4 separate regions of the Mus musculus genome follow, and regions 2, 3 and 4 are each linked to region 1. Evidence: chromatin contacts called from public HiChIP or PLAC-seq and promoter capture Hi-C data. All regions are on one chromosome and are shown on one strand. The core of a region is the stretch at or near the end of the contact, and the rest is flanking DNA. Distances in the headings are between cores, read along the strand shown.

Region 1 (2,846 bases), core at 241-2,740:
AAAGAACAGGGTTAAAAACTTAGCATTACAACATAGAGTTTAAGTTTTGCAAACACCCGTCTGGGAACAGTTCCAAACACACAATTTGTATTTACACCTGAAAATCAGGCTCACTAATCCTAGGAGATAACTGGAGATTATTAAAATAAGACAGCCAGGCTTGAAGGCAGAGGTGAAGCTGTGAGCGCCGCACCACCCTGGACTACAAAATGAGACCCAATATAAAGAACGACGACACTCTGAAACTCTAAAGTCAGAAGAGAATTGCGTTTATTATTCCTGGCTCTCTGCCAAAACCAAGGAATTCCAATATGGGAACACTACTAACTTTAGTCTTCAAGCCCGCAACTACAGCATAACTAAGTAACGAATTACTTAGAAATTTGACTCTTGGTTTTATCCCGGTGTGAAAAATAGGATAAAGGAATGCATTTTCTGTTTTGTTATGGTGTTAGACTTTCCCTCTCTTGTCCTTGGAGGCACCAAGAAACCTGTAGTTCTGTTGTCAGAATAAAAAATAACTTTAAAACCCTTCAATTTCTGCTTTCAGAACCTGTTGAGTTGTATAGTAATGGTGTTGTAAATTCTAAAACTACAGCTTTCGGTGCCAGAGGCAACTTCAGTCCAGTTTTAGGTGGTATAAATGGAGGTTTGTACGAACACATCGCTAATATAACAAACTAGTGGTTAAAACAGCTTAGGAGACAAAACTCTGCAGGGTACAACATTTAGAAAGCAAGCTTCATGAAAATTCTTCGGTAGGCTTGTCTCCCTTTTGTTTTTTGGAAGGGTGCCTGTACATCACAAAACCACAGGCGTCCTAACCCTGTTGGTGCGAGCGGAGCGGCCCACTTCCCTTTCCTTCGTGTTGTGCCTGTGTTCTGTGCACACCCAGGATCAACCTGTTTGGATCCTAACACTTGTTCACGCCCGTGGCTACAGAACCACACACTGATGCCTTCCTGGGGTGGGACTACAGTCAAAGTTTTTTGGAAGTGATCGCCTCTGCCACAGCAGGGTTCTGACACCGGGTTCCCTTCAAGAAGCGTGGGTGACTGGAGAGAAGTGGCTGAGCCCATTGACCCAGAATGAAGCAGGTCCGCAGGGCCACGCCTGCAGGGGTCAGAGCCCGGAGATCAGTGAGGGAGGGCGGCAGGCAGCGCGGGGGGACGCCCGCAGGCTCCCGCTTTCCCCCAGGCCGCGTAGGGCCGACCCTCCCGATACCACCCGGTCACCCGCTCACCCTGCAGCCTCTGCGGAACGCCGCTGCCATGATGGCTCCTCGATCTGCTGCCTCCGACCACCTCCGTGCAGCAAGCAAAACGGACGGGGGTCCCGCCCCCAGGAGGCGTGGCTTGGAGGGAGGAGAGGGGCGGGCCTTAGACTCTAGGGGTGCGGAGGCGTGCGGGTCAAAGTCTGCAGACCTCGGGGGCGTGGCCTAGGGAGTCCCTTTACACACAGATGAGGTCTGAGCTCTCAGACTGACTTCGGCTGAGAGACAGAGGGATGACGGGTCCAAGCAGAAGACCTTGGGCGTGGTCTTTGCAGGCTCAAGGGGTGTGGCCTGGGAGGCGGGGCTAGATGAGGGAGGGTCTCGGGTCCGGACCTGGGCCAGAAGAGGGAGTGGCCTGAAGGCCCTCTGCGCATGCGTCCTGCTCCCGACCTTGCCCGAGCCTAAACTTCTGTGCTTGGCCCGGAGAAGAAGACTGTGTGCCCAGTGTCACCGGAGCCCGAAGGTCACGTTCTTTCCAGAGGGCTGCCCGGGAGAGCTGGACCCGAATCTAGGCCAGAGGGCGCAGCCAGACGTTTCTAGCAGTCAGCTGTGACCTTTACTTGGAGAGTCAGATTCTTTATGGCTCCGGTATTCACTGGAACAACAAATTCTGGGCTAGATCGATAGGTAGTCTGTACTCCTTAAAATTTAAATAGGAAATTAGCTGCATGTGTAGCCAGGGCGACTAAGACATCTCAGTGCCAGGAGACTGAGAAGGAAGATCACTGCGAGTTTGAGGCCAGCGAGAGCCAAGTAGCAAAACCTAAACAAACCAAAGCACAATAGTGTTTATTTCATCTATTTTTCTGAACGTTTTCAAGGCTACTTATTATCCACTTATATAGATGTGGGAAGCATCCTTGGGAACCCAAGCTGAGCCTATCCAAAAGCTCCCCAGACAGTGAACATTGGGAGTGAAATTTTGCTCATGAGTTTGTAAACTTTGCTTAAATTCCCATTGTCTTCCAGTTAGACCTTGTGTCTGAGATGGTAGCTGTGGTGTTATAAAGATGAGAGATTATAAAACTTCTTAGTGTTGGGTACCTTAGTTGCCAAAGATTAAGCTGTCAATAGTCCTCTTGCTCTCTGCTTCAAGGAACTGGGAGACAGGAGCTTATTTTTGAGACTAATGAACAATGAAAAATTCTCATCTTCTCTCTGTCTTACCTGTAGCATTGTCAGGCACACCAAAGCCTAGAAAAGGTATGTGGATTCCATTGTGAGATAAATGCTCAGATCTATAAGATTAATCTTTCAACATCAACAATCTTTCCTGAAACATAGTTTCTAATGGTTGTAAGGGAACATTCCAGAAAAAGGTATCTTCCTTTGAATGGCCTGCTAGTCTGATGAGCTGTTTAAACCTCTGATTGTGGAATGTTCCAGGTCCACAAACAACATTATCTGTGCCATTTTTAGCCTCCTTGGCAGCCATTTATTGCCTTCCTTTATGTGTAAGCTAACAGCTTTGTGACCATTAGGTACATTCTTTAGAATATTCAGGCACACACCTACCTCCCACCAACCAGATGGCAAATGTTGTCAGATAGCATTGGAAGCCTATGGCTTTTTT
Region 2 (2,846 bases), core at 171-2,670, 350 kb after region 1:
GAATGAAAGGAAGCTAGGATGCTGGGTGGGCAGGGGAGGGGCACAGGTGTGTGGGGGAGGGGTCCTACACTAGGTGCTTCCCGAAGCCTCCCTGCTCCTTTCACTGTGGTTGGAAGACGGACTGTGGCAAGGGACTTCAAAGGCATTCAGATGACAGTTTGAGACTTCTTTTACCGTGTGTAACCTGGGCCTAAGTACCTAGCCCAGCTGACTTTACAAAGAGAACGGGCCATGTTCTCTGCTTACGACAGGGCTACTATTGGATAGTCACACAGGGCACAAAGATGGGACTGAAGTGTTACTGCCAGAGAGCTGTTTTTATGCTTCAAGAGACACGGAGAAGGAGATTTTTACAAGAGCTGGGAAGAAATCTCTCTGCTTTAAAGCCCCTCTGAGCACACCTGTCCAGGTCCCCTCCCCTCCAGGAACTCGAATCACGCTTCTGTGGTGGGGGCTCAGAGTACAAACTCTCTATTCTGTCTGCCAACACAACTTAACACGCTCCAACTCTCCTTGCTGCTCAGTCTTTCCATGCTATCTCTTGGAGAGGAGAAAAGGAGAAGTCGGAGAAACTTCAGAAGACATCATCTGGAACCTGAGGCTGTCTGACCAGTGAACCCCCCCTCCCCATCTTTACAGTATAGACATCGTCTGGAACCTGAGGCTGTCTGACCAGTGAACCCCCCCCCCCCATCTTTACAGTATAGACATCGTCTGGAACCTGAGGCTGTCTGCCCAGTCAGCTCAAGTGTAGAGTGCATCAGGAGCTGCCTCACACCTGCTTGGCTTCTCTTCTCTTAATGCACAGGCACACCTGTGAGCTACTTTGCTTCGTCCTTACTGGCTCCGTCTGGTGAGGATAGACTCTGATAACACCACCTAGGCCCCACCACGATAGTTGGATACTCCACCACCACCTAGCCCTCCTCCCCCACTTTGGAAGAAGTGGTCTGTACCGAGTATAACTGTGCAAACAAAGAGCAACGAACTGTTAGGCTGTGCCTCTAGTCACTTAGTGACTCAGAATTCCTACCTAAAAAATAGAAAATGAGCTTGAGCCAATGTCTCTGGGATTGGCCAAAACGTCTGGATATTTGGAAAGACTCAGATGCTGGGTACCAAATACACCCATCCTCTCCAAACCACTGAGTCAACCTTGGCAGCCAAGAGATGCCAAATAGCATTTAGTCAGAGATTTCATGGGATTAAAAAGAGTCAGTGAAAGGAATTTTGCTATAAACAAAATAAGTCCAGTTGTTTGTTATGATTTTTGAACCCCCAGGGCCAGTTAAGTTCTCAGCGTGCCTTGGTTGGTTAGCTTCCCACGCCACCTGCCTGCCATTCTTTTTAAGTCTTCAGTGTAACATATGTGCTAGATCGGGGCTGAAGAGATGAGTCCGTGGGTGAGTATGCCTGCTTTGCATTTGTATTTCCAGCACATGAAGGCCAGGAATGGATGCATGTGCTAAACACACAGTCCTGGGGCAGAGGCCAGCAGACGTAAGGAGCTAACTGGCTGGCCAGCCCGGCTGAAGTGCTGAGCTCTGTTTAGCTAGGGATTTTTTTTCCTCAAGGAGATAAGGTGGGGGAGAGATGGAGGAAGCCACTCAACATCCTGTTTTGGCCTCAGCATGCTTATACATAATCATACGTGTCTACACACACACACATATACATGCAACACACACACAAATGGGGAGGGGGACCTTGGTTCAAATCATCATCTGTACATGGAAACGGATAATAGCTTATCCCCGCTACCCTGTGACATTCAACTGTGGTCACTTTAAGCTCCTAGCTCAGCTCCAAGCAGACCCTGACTGAACAAGAGGTTACGGTGGCAGACACGACATGAATTGGATCTGGTGAGGCAGAGTCATTCAGCATAAACCTGTTCTTTCTTCTTCCTCCGTGTGGAAACTTCGGGTTCCCAGAGTGTAGCCTAGGAGCTCTGACCACCTGCTGAAGAATCCCCCTAGGCTTAATAAGACTTCTAGTCCCCTCCACAGTGACAGCAAGCCATCATCTCTGAGTACCACTGTTTCTAACACCCCTTTATGCCCCCGCAACTGTTGAGTGTCTGAAGATGAACAGGCTCTGATCTAGACCACTAGTTAAGATTTACCACCCCCTTTAGTCGTTGTTTCCAATGATTCCGTAGCATTCTCTGTAATTGCTGGTACTGTCTGAGAGCATTCACAGAGTCCTCCAGGTGCTTCGCAAAGTTCGTAGGCTTAGGGTAGAGGATGTGGTTTGGTGGTAGCTTGCCCGTCTACCTTATGTGAGGCTCCTGGGTTCCATTTTTCTTTGCTTGTCTGAGACAGGCTCCCACTGTGTAGTCCTGGCTGGTCTAGAACTGAGTATGCAGACCAGGTTGGCAGCCAAGTCACAGAGCTCTGCCAGCTCCTGGCTGGTGAGTGCATACTGGGGTTACAGGTATGGCATGTGGCACCACACCCAGCCCCCGCTCCACGATTAACGTTTTTAAAAATCCTAGTATCTTTTTTTTTTTTTTAAGATTTTCATTTGGTTTTTTTTGCGTTTCATTTGCTGTCCAACTGGGAATGCTTGTATTATTACAGTATTATATAGGTCCCTGGACTATTAGCCGAATTTTATTATTAACTCACTTAACTTTAATGAAAGTCCAATTACATTTGAAGGTACCTGGTCTAAAATCCACCCACTCTTAGACTTGATATGCCCAGAGGATTCATTAACCCAAGCAGTGAGGCTGGAGCTTTGGGTGGAGCAGGTGTGAATACTTGGCTACCGTGGACGCCGGGTGATAGATACGAAGGTAAGGCCCAAGCAGGGAATGCTGGCCTTTTCTTTTGGCAATGTAG
Region 3 (2,846 bases), core at 203-2,702, 310 kb after region 1:
TCCCTGGGACCAGGGTTTATCTGCAATGCCACTGCCCTGAGTCAGAGCAAATGGGAGCAAGGTTACATGATGAAGCATTTTAACCAAGGGGCTGTCTTCCCTGTTCCCATGTCCAATGTTATAAGCTCCATAGTACACGTGTCTCCACCACATTCTTCCATCTTGTAAGGTATATCGTTCCAGAAAAACTTTGAAGCAAGTGGAGTAACAAGTCTAAAAATAATGATTTTATCAGCCCTAGACTGTGACAGGCAATGGGGTCTGTTCTTACTTTTACAATTCCTAAGTCCCCCAGCTCCAGGCCTGAGTCTCCTATTTGGTTAGTTATATTAAATATGTTTCTGTTTTGTGCCCTTAGAGAACAGAGTGTATCTATTTAAAGGACAATCAAATTTCTCTAATGTAGCAATTTTCATGCCATTGTGTAAAATGTGTAGGTCTAATATACAACATTTTTTGACAATGCAATTTTAGAATAAAGACTCATTTTGATATATATCATTTTCTTAGGTTTGTTCAAGGAAAACAATTTTTATAGTCCGCAGTGTTGACTCAGATTAAGTGTCTTACGAGAGTAAAATATGCCTATAAAACAAATGCATTGCTTAGAAAAAAGGCAAGAAAGCACAATGACTCATTGTCAAGTTCCTACCACGACTTGGAATCTTGGAGCTAACTGATATCTACTGACGTGGTCCCCGGAGCATCCTGTAAACCCTGAATCACGGCCGGCCATAGAGCAGCTGGGGGAGGCAGGGAGCCTGCATCGCTGAGATAGCTCAGCTGTCTAGCAGTTGGGTTCAGGAAGAGATCCTGCGAGGCTAGGCTTATCGCTTCCCCAGGAGTTGTTTCCTACCTTCTGGGTCTGTTGCTGGCAGACCACATTTTCTCCATCTTAGGATCCCAAACTCTCTACTTCCTAACATTCCCAAACTCCACGGTATCTTACAGGTACTGAGTAGTTATTTTGAAAATTAAGGATTTCTAAAATCAACATTAGTGACCTAAAGGTGTGTGTTAGAGCTAGGAGAGGGGATGTAACAAGAGTATTTGGCTTCAGGAATTTTTTAAGACAGAGTTGGCACCCAGATAAGATAAAGTAACAGTGCAGGAGACAGTCACAGGAAGGGTCTGCTCGGGTTCACGCAACTCAGGGAGGCAAAAAGAGGCTCAGACTTTTCACCTTCGCTTGTATTCAGGAAAGCCCCCAAATAGTAAAACAATATGTGACCCAACATATCCTTGCTTTGCAAGCCTTCTTTACACAGAACAGTTATTCCTCAAGATTAATTTTCTTCAGAACAATCACTTTCAGCCTGTATAGGTTATAAATCCCAACCCAACACTAAACTGTAGAAAAATCTTACTTTTTATCCTCTACCTCTGCTTCTCGATTTCTGGTGGCCTATCCCCACTTTACTCAGTGCTAGAGATCAAATCTGGAGTGTGAGTCACGCTAGCCAAACACTCTACCAACTGAGCTATGACCCTCAGTCTGATTCTAAGATGTTACTGCCCATGTCCCCATGGATTTACACCTTCATAATAGGGTCTGGTAGAAAGGGTCACAGAATGAGCCAGACCCCACGGGCAGGGTGGTCACCTTAAGAGCTCTCTTCTCTGATAGTTCCTTACTTAGTGCCAAGGGGGGCCTTCCTTCCTTCCTTCCATTCTTGTTTTCCCAGGTCTGTGACTCCTGAGAAATGTTTCCATGGGTGAAATGGAGCTGATTCATGGGGTGACTCAAAATGCAACAAGAGCGCTGCTCTGTGTTTTTAGGACTTCTTAGAGGGGTTGAAAGTGAGCTACTAAGACTGGCATGGGAAGGGGGGGAACACTGTTTAAATTATGTAGTGTCAGAACTAGCAGACATGAGCTGATAAACTCAGTCCTGGTTTTGCAGAAGATGCTCGCTTCTGTGGCTGACTAATGTCTTTCCTTGTTTAGTGATCATCTTGTCTGCCATTGAAATCATCATCATCATCGTCCTGATCTTCCTCAGGACTCGGATCCAAGTGGCCATCATCCTGCTGCAGGAAGGAAGCAAGTAAGGGGTTCCAGTGCTCACAACGGATGTCAGGCATGCATGCGTGAGTGTGTGTGTGTATGCGTGTGTGCTCATAGCAGATGTCAGGTGTGTGTGTGTGTGTGTGTGTGTGTGTGTGTGTGTGTGTGCTCATAGCAGATGTCAGGTGTGTGTGTGTGCTCATAGCAGATGTCAGGTGTGTGTTTGTGTGCTCAAAGCAGATGTCAGGTGTGTGTGTGTGTGTGTGTGTGTGTGTGTGTGTATGAGCATGTGTGCATGTACATGTGTGTGCACATGAGTACATATGCAAGTGTGCACGATTGTGTATGTGTGTTGATATGTGTGTGTGTGTGTGTGTGTGTGTGCCAGTGTATGTGTGCATGGCTACATGTACAAGTACACATGTGTGTGTGTGTGGATATATGTGTACACATGAGCACAGAGGCCAGAAGTTGACATTGGATGTCTTACTTCATGGCTATCCACTTTAGCTTTGGAGACAGAATATCTCCCTGGATGTGTACTTCACTGTTTCCGTAGACTTCCCAGCTAGAGAGCTCCTGGGTCCTCTGCCTCTGCCTCCTCAGTCCTAGGCTACAGGTGCGTGCCACATGCCAGCTTTGTAAGTGGGTGCTGGGATCTAACTGCCACATGCCAGCTTTGTAAGTGGGTGCTGGGATCTAACTGCCACATGCCAGCTTTGTAAGTGGGTGCTGGGATCTAACTGCCACATGCCAGCTTTGTAAGTGGGTGCTGGGATCTAACTGCCACATGCCAGCTTTGTAAGTGGGTGCTGGGATCTAACTCAGGTCTTTGTGCT
Region 4 (2,846 bases), core at 161-2,660, 260 kb after region 1:
TTGGAGATTTCTGTCTGAGAAACCTCAACTGGAAGCCAAGCTTTTCTTTAGATTTCCAACTCCTCAGATTATGAGCAAAACACAAGCACATTAAGTCAGTGTACCTGAAGGAAAAACAGCCAAGAACCAGATGGTCTCAGAACAGCACCTAGGAGCCATGCTCAGCTCTGGGAACAGCACCTAGGAGCCACGCTCAGCACTGTCTCTTGGTGATATTTGTGTTGTTTTGGCCAGGAGATGTAGCTGAGTAGGTGTGTGATCTATATTATGTAGAAACCTCAGGGAGTTTGAAGGATTATCCTTTATGTTGCCTAGAACAAATTGGTGTTTTGTTAATCCTGAGATTCACCAGAAAAAGAAAAACAAAACAAACAAACAAAAACCCCAAAACACAGTTCCACCATTTTAGGTCAAATTTAAAGTAAGCTTTATTAAATATTAAATAATGACCAAGAGATGGACTTTGGTCAGGACCATTCCTTAGGGTTACCCAGCTGAATGGCTCAGAGGCACATGTTGCAGGGGTTTACAAAGATAAATCAATAAGCCACTGTATTTTCCCATGAACCTTTGTTATTTTCCAAGAACTACAACTCCCAGCATTCCAGGAAGTTTCCTGGTTCTTTGGCAGGTGGGGCGTACAGGTGAATTCTGGGACTTACACTTTCCCCTTCATAGGGAGAAATTTCCTGTCCCTAAGTAAGGCCACTCACTCATGTAATGTTTTAAAAAACAAAGTTAGTTCTAGGATGACTTTTCGATTCTGTCTGGATAAGCAAGGGACTGTTTCTACTCAAATAAGTATAATTAAACACTTCAAATTTTATTCATTTCACTTTTAGATTTCTTAATGTAATATTGTAGGTATTTGAGATGTGCAACATAGAGGGTTTTTAAGCTAGAGATTGAACCCAGGGCTCCACACCCAACAGGAAGCATTCTTCCAACCAAGCTATATCCCTAGCCCCAACAGGCATTCACTATTAACACATCTGTATAATTCTTTTCACAATTAATCTGATTAGCATTCATCTCTTGACATAATTGCCTTTTGTGAGGGGGTGAAAGCACTTATGATGTGCTCTGGAGAAAATTTCAAGTGTGCAGTGCACACCCCATGCTGTACCTGAGTCTGTGCTGTGACTTTACAGCTCTCACGTGCTCCTGGCTCCTCCAGGCTCCTGTCCTGTGTGCTATGCTGAACTAAATCCCCTGCCCCTTCCCTCTATCCCTAAAAGTTTATAAAAAGTCAGACGCTTCTTGTTCTAGAAATTAATACAAGGCTCTCCCGGAGATGGCTCTGGTATTTGGTCCAGAGATGAAGGCTGCTATCTGGAGAGGTTCCTCTGCCCCACACCCAGAGATGGCACTCTCCCTCACCCGCCCCTTGCATAATGGTACTCTCTCCCCCTCCCTCCCCATGTCCTTTTCCCTCTCCTCTCTCCCTCTCCCCTCAAGGCTTTGAAGGGAGCCTCTCCCTCTCCTTCCCTTTAAGGCTCATCACCTTTGGCTCTCCACCACTGTTCTCTTTCCCTCCAAGGCTCTCCCTCCCACCTCAGGCCTTGAAGCCTTCTCATTCAGATAAACCTCATTCCTGAAGGGAATTATGAATAATGTGTCTTTCCTGGGCCAGCTGTTGCTGTCATCCCCTGTTTTACTTAAAATTTATCTCTTGATCTATGTCTTCCTGCTTCCCCCACCCCCACCCCCACCCGGGTTTCTTCCTACTGTTCAGGTTTCTGCCTGTGAATGTCATTCTTGTCAGAGTTCACACATTAGTGAGATCAACTGATAAATGGTTTTGTGCCTGGGCAGTGTCACTTAGCCTAAGACCTCTGAATTTGCACACCAACACCCTCCCCCATTGTCACAAACAGTAGGACTTCCCGCCTTTAATGATGTTTTATGTGTATATAGAGTGTGCTTATGTTCTCACTTTCCTTAGCCATTCATGTGACAGATGCTTAGATTGTCTCTGCGACTTGGATATTGTGACTAACACTGCAGTCAATGTGGGAATGCAGACACCTCTTTATTTGTTCTGAGATGTGTCCCCAGAAGGGGCATTGCTGGTCATTTTAATTTCAGTGTTTTGAACAACCTATTTTCCATGATAATTGAGCTAATTTACATTCTTACCTACAAGGCACAAGGGGCCTCCTGCCCCACACTCTCAACACCTGTCACCACCAGGCATCCTGCGGTTCTATCTTAGGGGATGGTGTACTGAATGCTCCCTGTGAGAGAGGACTGGCCACAGGGGCCACACTACCCATTTTGTTTTCTTTGAAACCAGAAGGATCTTATCTGTCAAGTCATAGGCAAGAAACATTGTTTCACCAAAAGTAAAATAATTTCTTCAATTAAGTAGATTTTAAAAAATTCATTTCCACTATTTTGAGGATGGTTGCACCACATTTTTATTAACTAAAAATGTGTCATGCATTAACAGGATGACCGAGAGGCCAGTATCAAATGTCCTCCTGCTTTCCTTATCAGGCCCGATACATTTACACACTAAATCACATGCTCTGTCCGTCACACTTCTGTTTTGTAAGTCTTCCGTCTAAAAAGGGCGTATTTGGTTTCTGACTGAGATTTGAGCTGGTCTTTAAGCACCGGATGGTTTTAACTTTTTGTTGGGTTTTACTGTGCACATCTGTGCTTGCAAGATTTCTTGAAGTGTTGTTAGCATAAGAGGGACTGGCTTGTACCCAAGGACTCCACCCTAAATTCAGCCCTGGGTGTAGGAGTCCACCTGTGAGGTAATAAATATTTTCTCACCCAGGCCCCGGAGACAGCTGCTTCCCCATGCGTTTCTATGGCAGCTCTGTCGCCATTGAGGA

What was found. Promoter capture Hi-C pulls out the DNA fragments that hold promoters and counts their contacts. HiChIP or PLAC-seq counts read pairs in DNA pulled down with a chosen protein or histone mark.
Region 2: a promoter capture Hi-C map of hippocampal neurons shows a contact between it and region 1, with 3 times the contacts expected there. The contact joins the enhancer-like site here to the promoter of Acadm in region 1. A contact is called at or near these places in 2 of 39 promoter capture datasets (cranial neural crest and hippocampal neurons) and 3 of 115 datasets of contacts at active chromatin or transcription factors (bone marrow-derived macrophages, embryonic basal ganglia and forebrain).
Region 3: a contact with region 1 is called in a CTCF HiChIP or PLAC-seq map of the NIH/3T3 cell line, with 10 read pairs. The contact joins the enhancer-like site here to the promoter of Acadm in region 1. A contact is called at or near these places in 4 of 39 promoter capture datasets (cranial neural crest, embryonic stem cells, neural stem cells and 1 more), 2 of 15 datasets of contacts at CTCF or cohesin (the NIH/3T3 cell line and embryonic stem cells), 1 of 484 Hi-C or Micro-C datasets (embryonic stem cells), 9 of 115 datasets of contacts at active chromatin or transcription factors (the NIH/3T3 cell line, the SCID.adh cell line, SST interneurons and 5 more) and 1 of 9 other capture datasets (pancreatic islet).
Region 4: an H3K27ac HiChIP or PLAC-seq map of T-cell acute lymphoblastic leukemia shows a contact between it and region 1, with 3 times the contacts expected there. The contact joins the enhancer-like site here to the promoter of Acadm in region 1. A contact is called at or near these places in 1 of 39 promoter capture datasets (cranial neural crest), 9 of 115 datasets of contacts at active chromatin or transcription factors (the SCID.adh cell line, T-cell acute lymphoblastic leukemia, bone marrow-derived macrophages and 6 more) and 1 of 9 other capture datasets (adipose tissue).

Annotation. Positions count from the first base shown.
Region 1 is chr3:153,943,153-153,945,998 of GRCm38.p6, forward strand. Acadm (acyl-Coenzyme A dehydrogenase, medium chain) reads right to left here and starts at 1,491. Exons shown (of 12, transcript NM_007382.5): 1 at 1,244-1,491. The coding sequence starts at 1,273.
Region 2 is chr3:154,292,906-154,295,751 of GRCm38.p6, forward strand. No RefSeq gene overlaps it. Among named protein-coding and RNA genes, the nearest start is that of Lhx8, 36 kb to the right of the region's middle. Within about 2 kb of position 1,421, at least 9 of the 459 cell types and tissues checked have an H3K27ac peak or open chromatin away from gene starts, as enhancers often do. A contact at or near this core is called in hippocampal neurons, where this site is marked.
Region 3 is chr3:154,251,694-154,254,539 of GRCm38.p6, forward strand. Slc44a5 (solute carrier family 44, member 5) reads left to right here. Exons shown (of 22, transcript NM_001081263.1): 12 at 1,948-2,047. Among named protein-coding and RNA genes, the nearest start is that of Gm40184, 48 kb to the left of the region's middle. Within about 2 kb of position 1,453, at least 15 of the 459 cell types and tissues checked have an H3K27ac peak or open chromatin away from gene starts, as enhancers often do. A contact at or near this core is called in the NIH/3T3 cell line, where this site is marked.
Region 4 is chr3:154,208,076-154,210,921 of GRCm38.p6, forward strand. The region is part of intron 3 of Slc44a5 (solute carrier family 44, member 5); the gene reads left to right. Among named protein-coding and RNA genes, the nearest start is that of Gm40184, 4.4 kb to the left of the region's middle. Within about 2 kb of position 1,411, at least 22 of the 459 cell types and tissues checked have an H3K27ac peak or open chromatin away from gene starts, as enhancers often do. A contact at or near this core is called in the SCID.adh cell line and T-cell acute lymphoblastic leukemia, where this site is marked.